Regions from separate parts of the Mus musculus genome. Here region 2 is linked to region 1. Evidence: chromatin contacts called from public ChIA-PET data. All regions are on one chromosome and are shown on one strand. Each heading gives the region's core, a stretch centred on a gene start, on an enhancer-like site or on the middle of the called end of the contact. The rest is flanking DNA. Distances are from core to core; before and after follow the strand shown. Region 1 overlaps Nhsl2 (NHS-like 2). Region 2 holds the start of Rps4x (ribosomal protein S4, X-linked).

Region 1 (4,362 bases), core at 835-3,334:
CATTGACGATGAAGTCTAGCAACTGATTTCTGGACTGAAGGACTAGCATCATGCTACTCTATATGAGGGACATGGGATCTTAACCAGTGTCCCCTCAGCAGCTTTGGGACTGGCTGCTACTCGAAGTGATCTAAGTCATGCATATACAGTCAGTCAAAATACCTACTGTGTGTTCCTCACCCCACAATCAATCCCCTCAGTCAGTTCCATTGATTCCATTTCTAAAATCTACACATAGCTGATCATTTCACACACTTAGTGTAAATTGCCACACTGGGCAGAAGTCCCCCAAACACTCTGTTCTTCTGGATTCCACCCAGCAGCCACAATCATCTGTTTGTTTAGAGGAACTGAACACAATTTTCATACTAGACAAATATTCTTCCACTGAGCCACGCCCCCAGAACAAGCAGTCAGTTTAGGGAACCAGGCAGAGATAGGCAGGAGACATGGCGGGGGTGGGGGTGGGGAGAGGGGCTGGGGAGGGGGGCTGGGGAAGGGAATGACTGAGAAAAAAAAGCACAATGACACATATATGAGGATGTCACAATGAACCAGTTTCTTTGTATGCTAACCTAAACATCAATAATAAAATCAACACAAATAAAAGAATCCAGGCTGACCATGGTAGTGCACATCTTTAATCCTAGCAACTCTATAGGCAGAGGCAAGAGGATCTCTAATGAATTCAAGTCCAGCCTGGTCCATATAGAGTTTCAGGCCAGCCATGGCTATACATGGTGAGACACTGTCTCCAAAAGTAAAGAAAAAGAATTTGTCTGCCATATTTATCTTCTGCTTGGACTTTGCATGAGGTAATCTTTGACCAAAGTCTGCCTACCCCTCTGATTTGAAACCGTCATGCTAGCAAGGATCATGTCTGATTTTTGCTCACCCTCATGTCCCTAGGTTCGGCTTCATGGCTGGTATAGAGGACACATTTATCTGTTGAATGAAGGAGTGGATTTCCTTTCCTTTCCTTTCCTTTCCTTTCCTTTCCTTTCCTTTCCTTTCCTTTCCTTTCCTTTCCTTTCCTTTCCTTTCCTTTTCTTTTCTTTCTGAGGCAAGGTCTCACTCTGCAGCTCATACTGACCTGGAACTCACTATGGAGCCTAGCCTAGACTTGAACTCTTGGCAATCCTCCTGCCTCAGCCACCTGGGTACAGGGATTACAGCTGTGAGCCACACAAGCCCAGTTCCACAGAGTGAATGGTAGCAGCTAACGTTCTCACTGCACTCTAAAGGTAGCAAACACCTAGCTGATTCTCAGAATAACCCTGCCACGGCCCTTATTTGTCCTCATCTTCCAGGCGAGGAAAGCAAGGCGCCCAGCACTGCGTTCATTGAGTTAATGCAGCTCGCATTGAAATGCAGCTCTGACAGGGTCACAACACTGCCATTCTGGCTCTGTCTCCTTGGAGAACTACAGAGCTGAAGAAAGCGGCGTGGAGTCGAAGCACTTTGATATTTCTTGGCTGAATAAGAGGCCACTTCACTCAGGCCTTTAGGGCCCAGAGGCAGGTCCTGTGGGGACTCCCTGCCAACCAGCCAGGGGAGGGATTCTAAATCAGGCTTTCCTGGATGACTTAGAGAGCCACTGTAACTACAGTGACCTTATTTCTTGAATCAAAAAATCAGGATCCTTAGTCTGACAAAGAATAGAATTCTTAAAACTAGGACTTTTTTTTTTTTTTTTTTTTTTTTTTTTGGAAATCCAGGTCATGGAGTTGCTGTACCTGTGTCACATGGTAGCTACATAATGGGGACTTCTCAGCAAATTCTGACCCAGCCTCTCCAGTTCATTACATCTCAAAGAAAAAAAATATCATAAAAACCAAACTGTTTCTGGGCCTCACACCAAATTCCTTCCGCCTCCTCTTCCCATGTGTTTGTGTTTGCTTAATTACTTCCCTTCCTCACTTGTCTTTTCTGTTATCAGCTTTCTTCCTGGTCTGCATGAGCGACTTTCTAGGTCCTGCTTGCTGATGGCTGCCATAAGCAAGCGGTTGAGGGAAATCATAAGTGAAACTGCTTGGGAACCATGGCAACAGGGCCCATGGCAACGGGGGCCAAGCACTGAGAGACAGCCTTCCCCACCCATCCTGGTTTCTGTTTTAGATCGAGTGGTACTGATAAGGCCGGATGACTCCACTGTGTCAGTTGTGTCATTTAATGAGGCAACACTGCTTTCAAGAGGCAGGCACCATGGCAAAATTCTAGTCCTAGTAAGTGTTGCACTGCTCCTGTTTCACTGGGTCCTGAAGCAGTGGTAAACTCACAGAAAAAGGTGTGGCCACATCTAAGGCTGGATCAAACACTTGCCTCAAGCGCCCTTCTTATTTGGCTCAATGTACTACTCAGAGTTCCCCCAATGGGCACACAGGGTGACAGTCACAAAACTCAGGAGTCACCATCCTTGTGGGCTTGGAAGGCAACAATTATATCATTCAAATGATCCATCCCAAGGGTTTAGTCCAGTGTCTGGGGAAAGCAGACTTCCAGTGAGTCAGAGTGAGCCTCCTCCTGTGAAGATTATCTACCTCTCCAAGGTACCAGATATCCAAGAACTTGCACCTCAATTTCCTATTCAAGGAAAAAAAAAAAGAAACAACTTCTGCCTTGCTTTTCTTTTCCTCTCATTTTAGATGCTGAGCTATTTCAAGCTATGCCAAAGTACCATTAGAAACAAATTCATTTTCCCATATTTGCCCCAGCTGAAGCTTCAGTACCTCCGCAACTGCAGAGGAAGTGCTGTCCCGAACTGGATGTCTGTGTCTTAAGTATACATGCATACTTAAAAAGGTGCTGTGTATGCGCTCACAAATCATAAGCTATTTCATATTGCTTTGTACATTCTGATCCACATCGAATTGTACATAACCTTTTTGCAATTTGCTCTCTTTGCTTCATGGTATGTTTGTGAGAGACATCCATGCTGATATAGGTAGTATTTTCCAGGCAAACTGGTGCTATGTAGTATTCTACTGTTGGAGCATACAATTTTATTTATTATTCTTCACTTACTTTCTCTCTCTCCCCAGCTGCCCCTCTCTCCAGAAAATAATACTGGCAACTGGGGAAGATGACTTAGTGAGTAATGTGCCTGCTATACAAGCAAAGGGACCTGCGTTTGGTTTCAAAGGACTGTTGTAAAAAGCCAGGCATGGTAGCATGTCGGCATTTCCAGTGCTGAAGGGAGGTGGTGTGGAGATGGGAAGGACTAGACAAGTGGTGAACTGTAGGCTCAGTGAAAGATCATGTCTCAAAAGACAAAATAGAGAGCAATAGGGGAGGACACCGACCATCAACCTCTAGCCTCCATATGCATGTGTGCAATATGCACACATACCTACACACGCACAGATATATACCTACATTTCACACATACAAAAATAACCATGTTGTCATAGCTGGGCGTGGTGGTGCACACTTGTAACCTCAGCACTTAAGAAGCTAAAGCAGACGGATTGCTTTGAATTCATGAGCAGTCTGGGATATATAAGGAAACCCTGTCTCAAAACAAAACAAGCAAGAAACCATACCATGCCATTATGAATATTCATAATGTATTTGACATGGTTCATTCATGTGAAAGTTGTAGCATGAATAAGTGGGAACACAATAGCTGAGGGAAAGTGTGAGAGTGTAGCTTTTATTTTATCACTCTGATGATGGAACTCAGGGCCTGTGCATGGTAGGCAAGTATCTATCACCAAGCTATACCCCCCAGGCCCTTTTTGAGGGCAATATTTTGGTGCTTAGCCAATGTTAATTGTCCATGACCTACTAGCTACACCTGCATAAAGTTATACTAAGAGAATACTTGCATGTTGCACAGATAAATGCACAAGGATGCTCACTGCTCACTACTAGGAATAGGGTGACTTTGTTGTTACCCTGTATCCATCAAACAGTGTTGGGGCAAAGAAACAATCAGTGAATGACCTACCTCGTAGAATGTCACAGGCTTTAGAAGAAGGAGGACTAAGAAGGCTTTCTCATCTACCCATCCTATTCTCCTGGGCAGAAGAAATAATTCTACTTCTACTACAGAGCCAGATAGCATGGAGGTAAGTTGTACACGTCTTTGCCTTAGTTGGAGAAAATCTCGCTAATGACAGATAGGTACCAGGCCAAGAGCTCTACATCTGCGAGGTGTCGAAAGCTTAGAGGGAGAGCTTCGCTATGCCATACCACAGTGGTAAACTCACAGAAAAAGGTATGACCACATCTAAGGTTAGAGCGAATATTTGCCCCACACACCTTTCATATTTGCCTTAACATACTTAAAGCTCCCGCAATGGGCAGGCAGGCTCCAGTATGAGGGTGACACTCGCAAAACTCAAGAACACTGGCAAACAG
Region 2 (4,362 bases), core at 545-3,044, 160 kb before region 1:
TGTACTCACATATAATAATAAATAAATCTTTAAAAAAGAAGAGGAAGAAAAGAAATAAAACTATAGGCTGGCCATAGTGGCACATGCCTATCATCCCAGACCCTGGGACAGGAGACTGAGGTGCATATTTTACATATGAAAGCAGACCTGGCCTCCAGATTCTCCCCGCATCCCTCAATCCCTAGCTGGCAGACCCTGCCCCCAAGCCTGAACTTCCCAGCCCAGGAGGTGAGCTGCCTTTTCCCCAGAAGCTCCCTATATAATCCAGATATTTTCCTCTCTCTCTCTCCCCTCTCTCCTCTCTCTCTCCCCCTCCCTCCCTCTCTCTCCTCTCTTCCTCCTCTCCCCCTCTCTTTTCCCTTCCCTCTTCCCACTCTCCTGTCTCTTCCCCCTCCCCCTCTGTTTCCCCTGCCCTCTGTTTTCCCCTCCCCCTCTCTCTCCTCCCCTCTTTCTTCCCTCTCCCCTCTCTTCCCCCTCCCCCCATCTCTTCCTTCCCATTGTGACTCCCCTAGCCTCAGTCCTTGGGGCCAGTGAACTTGCCCGAGAGCACCTTTCCAATAAACCTGCATTTAATATAATCTAATTCTGCTTGATTTGTCTCATTTCACCTACAGTGGCGAAGTAACGTATCACCCAGCACTTGGGAAGATGAGGCAGATGACCTCTCTCAAGCTGCAGGTCAGCCTAGCCTGTCTAGAAGAGCCTGTCTCAAAAGTTAAAAATAAAGATATAGTCTGCTTGCTTGTACTATATAGACTGTGGGGGTGCATGCCTGTAACTCAACTCTCAGCAGAAAAATGATGAGTCTGAGACTACCCTGGCTTACATAATGAGGCTCTGTCTCAAGATGTATATTTCAGTTTGAGGCCAGCCTGGTATACAGAGTGAGTTCCAGGACAGCCAACGCTGCACAGAGAAATCCTGTCTCGAACCCCCCCCCCAAAATGTATATTTCATTTGCATATATATATATATATATATGAAAAAGTGACTCATTCCCTAGCAGCCACTAATGATAACAAATAAATGATAACAACTGCACACACACATATGAGAGAGAGGGGAGGGACAGGAGAAAGAGGAAAGGTGAGGCTGAAAAATACCCCTTTCATAATAGTTTGAAGGGACTGGATCTTTGGGTTTATGATGGGCAGACTTCATCGACCTGTGGGAGGCCACAGATAACTAAGAGAGCAGAAAATGGTGAATGAAGGGCAGCCAGTGCCACCACTCTAACACAGCAGCTTCAAAAGTAGAACAGCTAGGTCTACATACTGGCTAGGCAAAACCAGATACTCTCTAATGTTCCCTCTCTTCCACTTACAGTACAATAAATGTCAAATGTGTTCTACAGGAGTGGATGCGCAGGATGCCAGGTTCAAGCAGAGAGCCTACCATCTCACCCTGGATGGCTCAGTGCCTCAGCAATCTTTACAAAAGCAAAGAGAAACATGCCGTTGGCCAAACCTTTCGCTTAGCATGGGGCTGGCTGATTGGACTGGTAACTCTGGAAGATTAGAGAAACTTTGTATAAGAAAAGTATCGAGTATTAAAATGTATCTTTTTATCACTCAGCCATCTAACAGAACTCTCCTTGCGGGCAGTTATCTGGTGCGATTGGTCTGGGTATCCCCAGCACTCATCACTCGGCACAAAGAAGAGAAAGGACTGAGGAAAAACAGTTTTTGGGAGATTCTCTCAGCCTCAGTTTCCCAGCCTGGGACCTCTGACCTCCCACCAGCAGATGGCAAGAGAGAGTCCCCGCCCGCTGGGAAAGTCTGAGGCTGGGCGGAGCAACCCAGGCTCCAGCGCGCGCGCAGCCTCCGACCCTAATTTCTTCGTTCGCCGGAAGAAGGCGAGTCTCTTTCCGTTCCTAGCGCAGCCATGGTAAGGCAGGGGTACAGCGAGCTCTTGGGTTGCATCGGCTTCCATCCTCCCTGACCGATGCTGCCCGGGTTATCAGGGCTCCCGCGGTCGACTACAGGGTGGAGGCGAAAGCAGCTCTGCTGCAGGCTGGCAGAGATGGGCTTGGCGGCAAGGGAGAATACTGGTCTGAGCTAGGATGGGAAGTCTGCCGCAGAGGGCAAGCAAGGCCTTGGGCTTAATCACACATCCCCTTGCCCAGGGAGAAATGCTTTTCCACTTGGGGAAGAACTTCGAGGGCCCGGGAGTGCAGATTGAAGCTTTGGGCATGTGGGCGCAGGGTCTGCTTGAAGGATTAGCTCTTACTTGTGCATTTGTCTATCTTTTGGCACGGACTTACTTTATATGTTGTGTAGCTGGTAAGTGTACGAAGCATTACAAAAAGCTTCCTTCCGCTTTCGAATGTGAAACTTCGACTCTTTAGTATACAAAGGAGCAGTACACGTGGTAGTGCCAGTGCCGGAGTTAGAGTTTATCTTTGTACCAGAAACCTTCGATCCAGATGGCTGTGTTCTAATACTATACTTTTCGATTGACAATTGAGATACGGTCCTGGGCCATTTTCTGTCCCTATCTGCCTGTGCGTCTAGGGTTGAATCACTGGGTAATTCGCAAGTGTGCTATGAAAGGCTAATTTTTGTGAGCAGGCATAATGGAGACATCTGGCATAACTGTAAAAAATGGGAATCGCTAAGGTGCGAATACTGGGTTTGGCCTATTGATGCTTATCTGTCTTTTCTACGTTTTACTGGGACCCGGCGCTTTCAATATTGCCCACATTTTGTTAATTGGGAAAGTTCGAAAGTCAGTTCATTGAAGGATTTACGCCGTAGGCTTTGCTGGAAAGACCTGAAACAATGTAACAACGTTACTTTGAAAACTTCTTCCAGGCTCGTGGTCCCAAGAAACACCTGAAGCGTGTAGCTGCTCCAAAACATTGGATGCTGGATAAGTTGACTGGCGTGTTTGTAAGTATTGTGGTGTGAAAGGTAGACATACCTTTAACAAGCATATTTGTGGAGTTGAATGTAGAGAATCTTTGGCTGTCTTAAAGACCTGTGTCCTACCTCAATTTTGATACATCTGTTTCATCTACTCCATGTATTCCATAGTACACTGATGGTGGATACATAGACTCAGGTCTCAAAGTAGCAGGCCTCATTCTTTGGAGGAGAAAATGTTGAGGAATCTTCTAGCGACCCCCCCCCCATGTAAAATAACCCAAGTTTTGGTGTAGTAATTTTCCTAAAACTTTCCAGGCTCCTCGTCCATCCACTGGTCCTCACAAGCTGAGGGAATGCCTGCCTCTCATCATTTTCCTAAGGAACAGACTTAAGTATGCCCTGACTGGAGATGAAGTAAAAAAGATTTGCATGCAGCGATTCATTAAGATTGATGGGAAAGTCAGGACCGATATAACCTACCCTGCTGGGTTTATGGGTGAGTAATCAGGATCGGTAGTGGCCACAGGCCCTTAACTCCCAATAGTGGCAGGTGACTGGGAAAGTGCCAGGCTTTCCTGGTCTTCGTCTTCACCCCTACCCTGGCACGGTAATATGGAGAGGTTTGGCTACTGGGCTTTTATTCCTTTTTAAATTTTGAATTTCTTGCTACTCTCCCATACAGACCTACTGGATCAGAATCTCTGTTGGGCTGTTACTTAAATATTGTGGGGATAGCTTCTGAAACCCAAATTCCCATTTAAAGTTTATGTGGAGTCTTGATAAAATGGGCTCACACACACACATCCCCCAGCTCAGTTAGGAGTGTAGTGAGGGTTGCTGTGGTAACCTTATTCTTTGATATCAGATGTCATCAGCATTGACAAGACCGGAGAGAACTTCCGTCTGATCTATGACACCAAGGGTCGCTTTGCTGTTCATCGTATTACACCGGAGGAGGCCAAGGTTGGTGTGGCAAGCGGGCTGGGTAGTTTCCTCTAAAATTAGTTTCTAAGTTAGATCATGGAAGTGAGAGATGAGTCAACAGATTTCATTAGAATTGTGTGCCTAGAGATGAGATCGATGGGGACCTGTTGCATGGTTTAACTTACTGGGTACTCAACCCCGTTTCTCACGTGGCAAAGCACATGCTTGATCTCGGACCTACACCCCAGCCCCTCAGCCTCTGTAAGGTCTGTTGCTAGATATCTTGGGGTGGAGCTTTCTTGTGGCAATTAGAGCACTGACTTTTGGTGTCTTGTAGAAACACGACATCCTTTCTTGGGATTAATTTTGAAGTATTCCTTGGAACATAAAGGAGTTGGCAATCTATTTGGCATGTTGCCATGTCTCCATTTGTGGGTCTACCTTTGCTTTTTGGGTGGGTTAGAGGTACAAGAAACCGGTAATCTTTGGGGCGTTGGTTTAATTTACTATCTTTGCTTAGTTCAGTTTTAGGTGGCTTTTCACGTAGGTTTAGGGCTTGAATTAATGGCTA

Evidence for each region. ChIA-PET counts read pairs in DNA pulled down with a chosen protein or histone mark.
Region 2: a contact with region 1 is called in an RNA polymerase II ChIA-PET map of memory CD8 T cells, with 26 read pairs. The contact joins the promoter of Rps4x here to the enhancer-like site in region 1. A contact is called at or near these places in 2 of 39 promoter capture datasets (macrophages and pre-B cells), 3 of 115 datasets of contacts at active chromatin or transcription factors (effector CD8 T cells, large pre-B cells and memory CD8 T cells) and 3 of 9 other capture datasets (adipose tissue, liver and pancreatic islet).

Annotation. Positions count from the first base shown.
Region 1 is chrX:102,029,738-102,034,099 of GRCm38.p6, reverse strand. All of the region lies in intron 1 of Nhsl2 (NHS-like 2), which reads right to left. Among named protein-coding and RNA genes, the nearest start is that of Rtl5, 39 kb to the left of the region's middle. Within about 2 kb of position 2,084, at least 50 of the 459 cell types and tissues checked have an H3K27ac peak or open chromatin away from gene starts, as enhancers often do. A contact at or near this core is called in effector CD8 T cells and memory CD8 T cells, where this site is marked.
Region 2 is chrX:102,186,823-102,191,184 of GRCm38.p6, reverse strand. Rps4x (ribosomal protein S4, X-linked) reads left to right here and starts at 1,794. Exons shown (of 7, transcript NM_009094.2): 1 at 1,794-1,887; 2 at 2,814-2,891; 3 at 3,183-3,363; 4 at 3,733-3,830. The coding sequence starts at 1,885.